2 separate regions of the Mus musculus genome follow, and region 2 is linked to region 1. A link is a contact called in public Hi-C data. All regions are on one chromosome and are shown on one strand. The core of a region is the stretch at or near the end of the contact, and the rest is flanking DNA. Distances in the headings are between cores, read along the strand shown. Region 1 overlaps Enox1 (ecto-NOX disulfide-thiol exchanger 1). Region 2 overlaps Enox1 (ecto-NOX disulfide-thiol exchanger 1).

Region 1 (3,474 bases), core at 630-3,129:
ATCATTAAGATACGACTTCAGTGGGTAGGAGGCATAGGAAATGCTTTTTGGATTCAAATATTTTTCAACTCACTGTAGGTATTGCATGGCATAACCTGGCCACCATTTGCGGAGAACTCGTCCTGTGGCTTTCACTCTCTGCACTTCTCTAAGTCAGGACCGACAAGGCAATACAACAGGATGTCTGCTAAGATGCTTAGCTGTACCCTCACACTTGAGCCAAAACAACTCTCCTTCCTTGACTTTGTTGGTATTTTGTCAAGCCCATGAGAAAAGCAATGAATCCGTACACTCTGTTGTCAACTGGAGGAAGACTAGACACTGGCATCATATAAAATCTATCCTGAGCTGAAAAATCTCAGATCTAGACGGAGGCCCAACTGCTTGCTAGCTATGTCATCAGGGCTAAATGACCTCGCTTCCTGATTCCGAGTGCCCCCGTAAGCAATGAGGATGATATTGAACATTATGCCAAATAAAAGTGAAGTCCCAGACTTGACACACTGCCTAGATGACCAAATGTCATGTAAGCTATTCATCTTCCTCCATTTTCTCACATTTCCCATGACCCTTTGCAGGAACAACCCCCTTGATCACAGTATTTCCTGTATACCAAATGCTGTTTTAAAATTAATGGCCAAACATCAAGTTGATTCGCACTGACAGTTTTCCCTGCACTAATGTCAAACGAGTCTGTTCATGCTCTAGAGATCTGCTGTCACTCACAGCAGGTGTCCAGGGAGTGACAATGACAGTGGGGTAAACACCTCACTCTTTTAGGGTTCATTCTTTATATCTGAGAGCACTCAAGATGTTCTTTTGTTCGCCTGAGTTCTACATTCAAACAACGGGCAGAAAGAAGATCCTTCTCTGATTTATGGCTGTCAATATCACCTTAGATCTGAAGTTGGAATAAAAGTAGGCTCTCCTTGAGTTAAACAAACAAACAAACGAACAGAAAGTCACTAGTTTTGTTCAAACTGAATGCTACTAGATTCCCTGTTCTACATTCTCCCATATCAACTCCTTCCATGGTCAGCAGCTTTTCCTCCTGGAAGCAGAAGACCTAGGAAGGAACAAGTTCACACCACTGTCATCTTCAAAGAATTACTTAAGACCATTTCCCCGGGTGCTTCTCAGCCGTGGCCTCATGGCAGACATGATTTTCTCAAGAGCTCCACAAACCCCCCTCGGCCAGGGAAGTCTGCCTTCTCCATAAAGCCTCACATAAGAAAAAAAAAATCTCAAACACAGTCACAAAGTGTGGACAGTGTAAACAGTCCTCAAACTGTGTAGTTGCTGTTTCCTATTTGTAGAGTTTTGCCTAATCCTTGGCTAGGCCCCTTAGTCTCTTGAGGCTGTGTTTCTTCATCTACTAAGTAAGGCAACTGGGCTCAATTATCCCTAAAAGTGTGTGTGTGTGTGTGTGTATGTGTGTGTGTGTGTGTGTGTGTGTTCCAGATGGTGGTACTGCCAGGAATATGACTGTCAGATAGCTATGGTATGAGAAAGTATAATGAATAAACAATATATTTTATGCACTAAATGGGATGTTTATCCCATCAGGAAGATACTGATTTTGTACCATGGCAAGAAAGATAAAAAGAATTAACTTTCTTATGTCTCTCTCTCTCTCTCTCTCTCTCTCTCTCTTTCTCTCTCTCTCTCTCTCTCTCTCTCTCACACACACACACACACCTCCAATAAGGTAGATAGATATATTGAGCTAGGAACATAAACATTGATCTTTCTTTCTTGTGTCATATGCTCTTAATAATTGAAAAAGCCTCCTGTATCCCAAAATAAGTCAGTAGTACTCAGGCAAACAGAACCTTGCAGGCTCCTTTGTTCTAATAACTGAGTACAGTGCTCGGTGACCTTCTGTGCCATCTGTTCTGCCAATCCCCACTTGGCTCGCATATTAGCTCATCTGTACTTCTGTGCAAGTGGTAAGGAAGCCTTTGCTTCAGAACTCAATGGGAGCTGCTTAACTCCAACCTTGATTTGCTAAACTAGAAACTGCCAGATGGAATTTATTCATCAAGATCACACAGCAAGGAAGTGGGCACCTTCTGACCATAAATGTGTCCCTGCTCAGCATGCATACCTGAGTGTGCTATGGGTACAGGTTCTGTCCCCCAAGAGACCTGAGACCTGGAAAACATGGTCAGAAAGCCATGCTCTGCTCCGGCGTCTGGATTGAGTATATTTCTTTAATTCAATTCTACACAAAGTATGCTTTCCTTGAGTGCTACACCAATTCTAAAGGGTATACAAAAGGGAGTAAAATACATCATATCTGCCTTAGAGGAAATGCAATAAGACCCAGTGTCTAAGAGCCATTGGCATCTGAGAATGGTTACCTAGGACTGAATCTTAGCTTTCCTTTGCTTATGTGTAAAGCCTGGGCAAATTACTCACCCTTCCTGAATCAGAAATATGGTTACAAGTAAAGTAAATTTCTTACAGTATTGTCATGAGGGTTAACTGACTCGTAGCATTAAGTACAGCTGAGCATATTAGGGAGAAGTCCTCGTGAGTATCATCATCATGATTATCATCATCACTAACATACAACCCAAAAGCTCAAATAAATCATTTTCATAGTTAGTAAATCTGAAACAATAGCAAAAGCAAATCCTAGGAAATAGAATTTTAAAAACCCCCAAAAGTATATCCCAGGTTTCATCAATAACTCTTGCATCGTCCTGAAAAGTCCCAACTACACCATAGAGACAGGGAAGGGCAGTAAGGTGGAAGTGGGGGAGAATTGTACACAAACACTGGAGACAAAGAGAGTCAGGGGCACATCAGGGAAACTGGGAAGCATCTCACCACCCTGAGATAGGCCGGGGAGACCTGCAAGGGAGAGGAGTCAACACCTTCTCTCCTCAGGTTACCATCTCACTCCTTTCCTGTCTCTGTGTTTATCGTCCTGCTGTTGACATGTTCAGTTTCAATAGAATGTTAGATGTAGAAAGACCTCAGAACTCACCAAATCTAATTCTCCTACTTTATCCATGAAAAAATAGTAAAACAGCAACACACACACCTGCCCTCGTCACATAGATATACCATGGTACAAACAACACTGAAGCTGGACCCGTCGTCCATCCTGCGCAGTCTCCCGCAGGACAAGGGGAATGCATCAGTCTGCCTGGCCCTTCTCCCATTTGGCAGATACGTAAATTTTTCTCTTGGGAAGAAAAATGTTGGGAAATAGTTTAAAATGAATTAGCAAGAATCTTGCTGTTTTAAATTCAATAAAATATGTTTTATTATTAACTTCATTGCTGGCTAAGCCTGAAATTAAGTTTTTCTATGCTTGGACAAGTCCTGCCCACCCAATAATAGGACACCAGATTGCAATTATAAGCAGACCTTCTATTTGGATTATAATGTGCATGCATGTGCACACACACACACACACACACACACACACACACACAATCAGCAGACCTTTAATAAAAAAAG
Region 2 (3,474 bases), core at 584-3,083, 380 kb before region 1:
CTCCTCATTTTTAAGACCTCTGCTCGGTACTGTTGTTTTTTGTTTTTCCATAAACACGTAAGAAACAGAGCAATGCTCATGAGCGTACTGGCAAGGGAATAGAAGAGGAAACAAACCAGAAACTTCTGGCTAACGCTGAAGGCAATTCTAAAAATCATCCGCTACTTCTAAGGCCATTTAAGGTTCTTTTTTATGGTGTGTGTGTGTGTGGCAATACCCACAAATGTAAATGAATTACAGAAATGATCATATAACAGTTGTTCTGGTTTGATCTTGTATGTCCTCAAATTGCTGATAACACTGAAGGCTTAGAAACTATCAAGGCCTGATTCTGGAAGGCAGAGGAACCCTTGTGGAAGGAAGGAATTCAGGTCATTGAGATGTGCCCTTGAATTGGGGGGATCGGTGCCCTGACTCCCTATTCTTCCCTTTGTTTCTCGGCTGCTTAAAAACAGTCTGTTCTGTTTCTCCAGACTGCCTCCATCATAACCTTCTACACAGCCACAGGCCCAGAAACAACACATGCAACTGTCCATGCCCCAAATTATCCAAAGCCGTGGGCAAAACTCATAAGGCTGCAAGTGTGTTTATCCCAGGTATTTATTACCACGATCAACGAAACTCATGTTTCACGGCTGTGAGGATTCTTAGAGCTCTGGTGATTTATTTCTACATGACAGAACATGGTAGAAATATGAGCCTTAAAAAGCACCTCCATTTTAAACCTGTGTCCTCACAGAATAGCCATGTACCTGCTTAATATCCAATACATTGAAAACATTGCAAAAGCTGTGGGCACAGTACTCCTGTGTACTAAGGAGGTACCACATGCATGGCATAATGATACAGCTCTGACCTCTCCTGCTTTATTCTTTTTGATGGCATGATGGCATGAATGCCACACCATCCAGAGCTCCACAGGTGCCATGTTATTCTTGCCTCTTGGCTGTGGTTCCTTCATCCTCTACTCAATACACGCTTTCAATTACCATGTGCTTGTTGTAATTCTTCAGATACTCCATGCCATCTGTAACTGAAGTTCCGGCCTTCTGAGCTACAGAAGGTGAGGTTATTTGGAAAAGGGGGGTCATTGCAAACGTGATTAGCTACAATGAAGTCAGACTGGAGCAGGCTGAATGTTTGACCTTGCGTGAGCCGTGTTCTTATGAAAAGCAGAAATCTGGACACACATACAAGCAGAGCATCTCATGAAAACCAAGGCAGAGAGCAGGGACATGTGTCTGCAAACTAAGGGCAGACCCGGCTGCCTGCAGTCTAACTGGGAAGAGCAGCTTCTTTCCCACAGCCTTGGAAGGAGCCAACCTTATTGATGCCTAGACCTTGAACTTGTAACCTCCAGAAGGTGAGGGGCCATGTCTCAAGTTGAATTCAAACCACACTATAAAAACAAATAAACCTTTGTGTTAAAGTGCATTTCCTAGCAGCAGAGCAATTGTGCAAATGGAACCAGCAACTGTTCCTTTGAATTACTGAGGATCCCTGCCACAGCTCCTTGTGCAACAGATGCATGGCTCGTGTTCCCGTGCTGAGACCCCAGCATGCGTCTCTTCCATGCAACAGAACAGTCTCTCGAACCACAACAAGCCTCAAGGTTTTGAAAGGAATTAGAGGCATCTTTTCTGGAGGGAAAGAGGGCCTGCTGCCTGAAGTGTGACAGTGGCTTGCAGGCTGTGACTGCCATCCTGATCTTTGGGGAAATGGACAGATTATCATGCTGGCAAGCCCCATCCCTGCACCCCTTGTTGGGACATATGGACAACCCCAGGAGCTTCACACAGCAGCTGTTGTATTGGCTTTCCAAGTGCAGGAACCTGAGCGATGACTGCAGTGACATTTTCCTGGCTGGCTCTGACCTCCAAATCTCACTGATTAGTCTAGCACACACTGTGAACAACAACCAGTTAGGACTCAGAGCCAGGGCTCAAAAAATTACTTTAAAATGGCAAGAGATGTTTAAGACATAATCTCTATGACCTGGCCATTGATCACTTCCCAATATGTTATCGTGTGTGTGTGTGTGTGTGTGTGTGTGTGTATATACACTGTATATATATGTGTGTATGTGTGTGCGTACATATGTGTGTGTATGTAAACACACTGTATGTATGTATAAGTGCACATGTGTGTGTATACATACTGTATGTATGTGTGTTATATACTGTATTATGTGTGTATGTATATGTGGGTGGGGGGGTGAGGGATGGGGGGGGGTGTATATTTTTTCCTGGCTGGCTTGTCTTTTGAGGTAGTCACCCTTAATCATGAAAACATATTTGTAGGAAATTCATGGTCCTGGTTTAAGACAGCAACCAATATGAATTGAGGGAATTCAGAAGGCACTCAGTTCACCTTTTTGTCCAGTTTTCCACCACTTTAACAGCTTTCTCTGGTTTAAACAAAAGCAATCTTTTTTTTTTCACCCAGAAAGTATTGTTTGGGTTTGTGTATTTAAAGGAGTAATTAAAGGATACCCATGTGCAATGGTGATAATTTATGCTCTATTATTTTAAGTTTACTAAAGACCCTATTGCTTGGAGAACATTATTCACCAACTGATGTGTTTAGATACACATCTGTCAATGAATTTTTTAAAATTCTATTTCCCCTACTTTCCATACTTGGGTTTTCCTCTCTCTGTAGTATTTCTCATGGCACACGCTCTGTTTTCTTAATCCCCAGATCACAGCTGTCCCCTTTCCAATGACAGCTGAAAATTCTACAAAGTCCATAGGGTTTTAGAAAGAGTGGGCCAGATTGCAGTCTGATATTCCTCAACAAAAGTGCAGCGTATCATTCCTGAAGCTATGTAGCCCCAACTCAGGACTCATGCATTCCAACAGCAATCACTTCTACTTCGTGTGTGTGTGTGTGTGTGTGTGTGTGTGTGTGAGAGAGAGAGAGAGAGAGAGAGAGAGAGAGAGAGAGAGACAGAGACAGAGAGAGAGAGACAGAGAGACAGAGAGACAGAGAGAGACAGAGAGAATGTGTATGTGTGTTTCTGAATGCAGGTGTATGTGCACATGCACATTTGTGAACATGGAGGCCAGAGGTCTAGTTTTCTTACTATTTTTCAGGCACTGTTCAGCATGCTTTTGAAGACAGAACCTAGCCAACTAGGCTAGGCTGGTGAGAAGTGAGCCCCCGGGCTGCACCTGTCTGCTGCCCCAGGGCTGGACTAAGTGTAATCCTAGCAGTACATTCAGATTTTGCAAGGAGGTTCTGGGGACTGAATTCAGGTCGTCAGGCTTGCCTGGTAAGCAGTCACAGATGGAGCCATCAGTCAGTTCTGAAACCTGACCAGTATAATCCAGAGATGGAAACAATACAGTTTGCATTGATGAAGATCTTGGAAATGAACCAAAAGCAAGCGCATGGCTTTGTCCAGCTTTCAACATAAAACATTTCTAACTGTAAAACATGTTGTTACAGTCAACGAGAATTTGACCACATAAA

What was found. Hi-C and Micro-C count contacts between places; a contact is called where the count stands out from the background.
Region 2: a Hi-C map of cerebellum shows a contact between it and region 1, with 2.5 times the contacts expected there. The contact joins two enhancer-like sites. A contact is called at or near these places in 1 of 484 Hi-C or Micro-C datasets (cerebellum) and 2 of 115 datasets of contacts at active chromatin or transcription factors (both in embryonic stem cells).

The regions. Positions count from the first base shown.
Region 1 is chr14:77,255,571-77,259,044 of GRCm38.p6, reverse strand. The region is part of intron 1 of Enox1 (ecto-NOX disulfide-thiol exchanger 1); the gene reads right to left. Among named protein-coding and RNA genes, the nearest start is that of Enox1, 100 kb to the right of the region's middle. Within about 2 kb of position 1,879, at least 16 of the 459 cell types and tissues checked have an H3K27ac peak or open chromatin away from gene starts, as enhancers often do. A contact at or near this core is called in cerebellum, where this site is marked.
Region 2 is chr14:77,638,085-77,641,558 of GRCm38.p6, reverse strand. All of the region lies in intron 14 of Enox1 (ecto-NOX disulfide-thiol exchanger 1), which reads right to left. Among named protein-coding and RNA genes, the nearest start is that of Gm52115, 43 kb to the right of the region's middle. Within about 2 kb of position 1,833, at least 5 of the 459 cell types and tissues checked have an H3K27ac peak or open chromatin away from gene starts, as enhancers often do. A contact at or near this core is called in cerebellum, where this site is marked.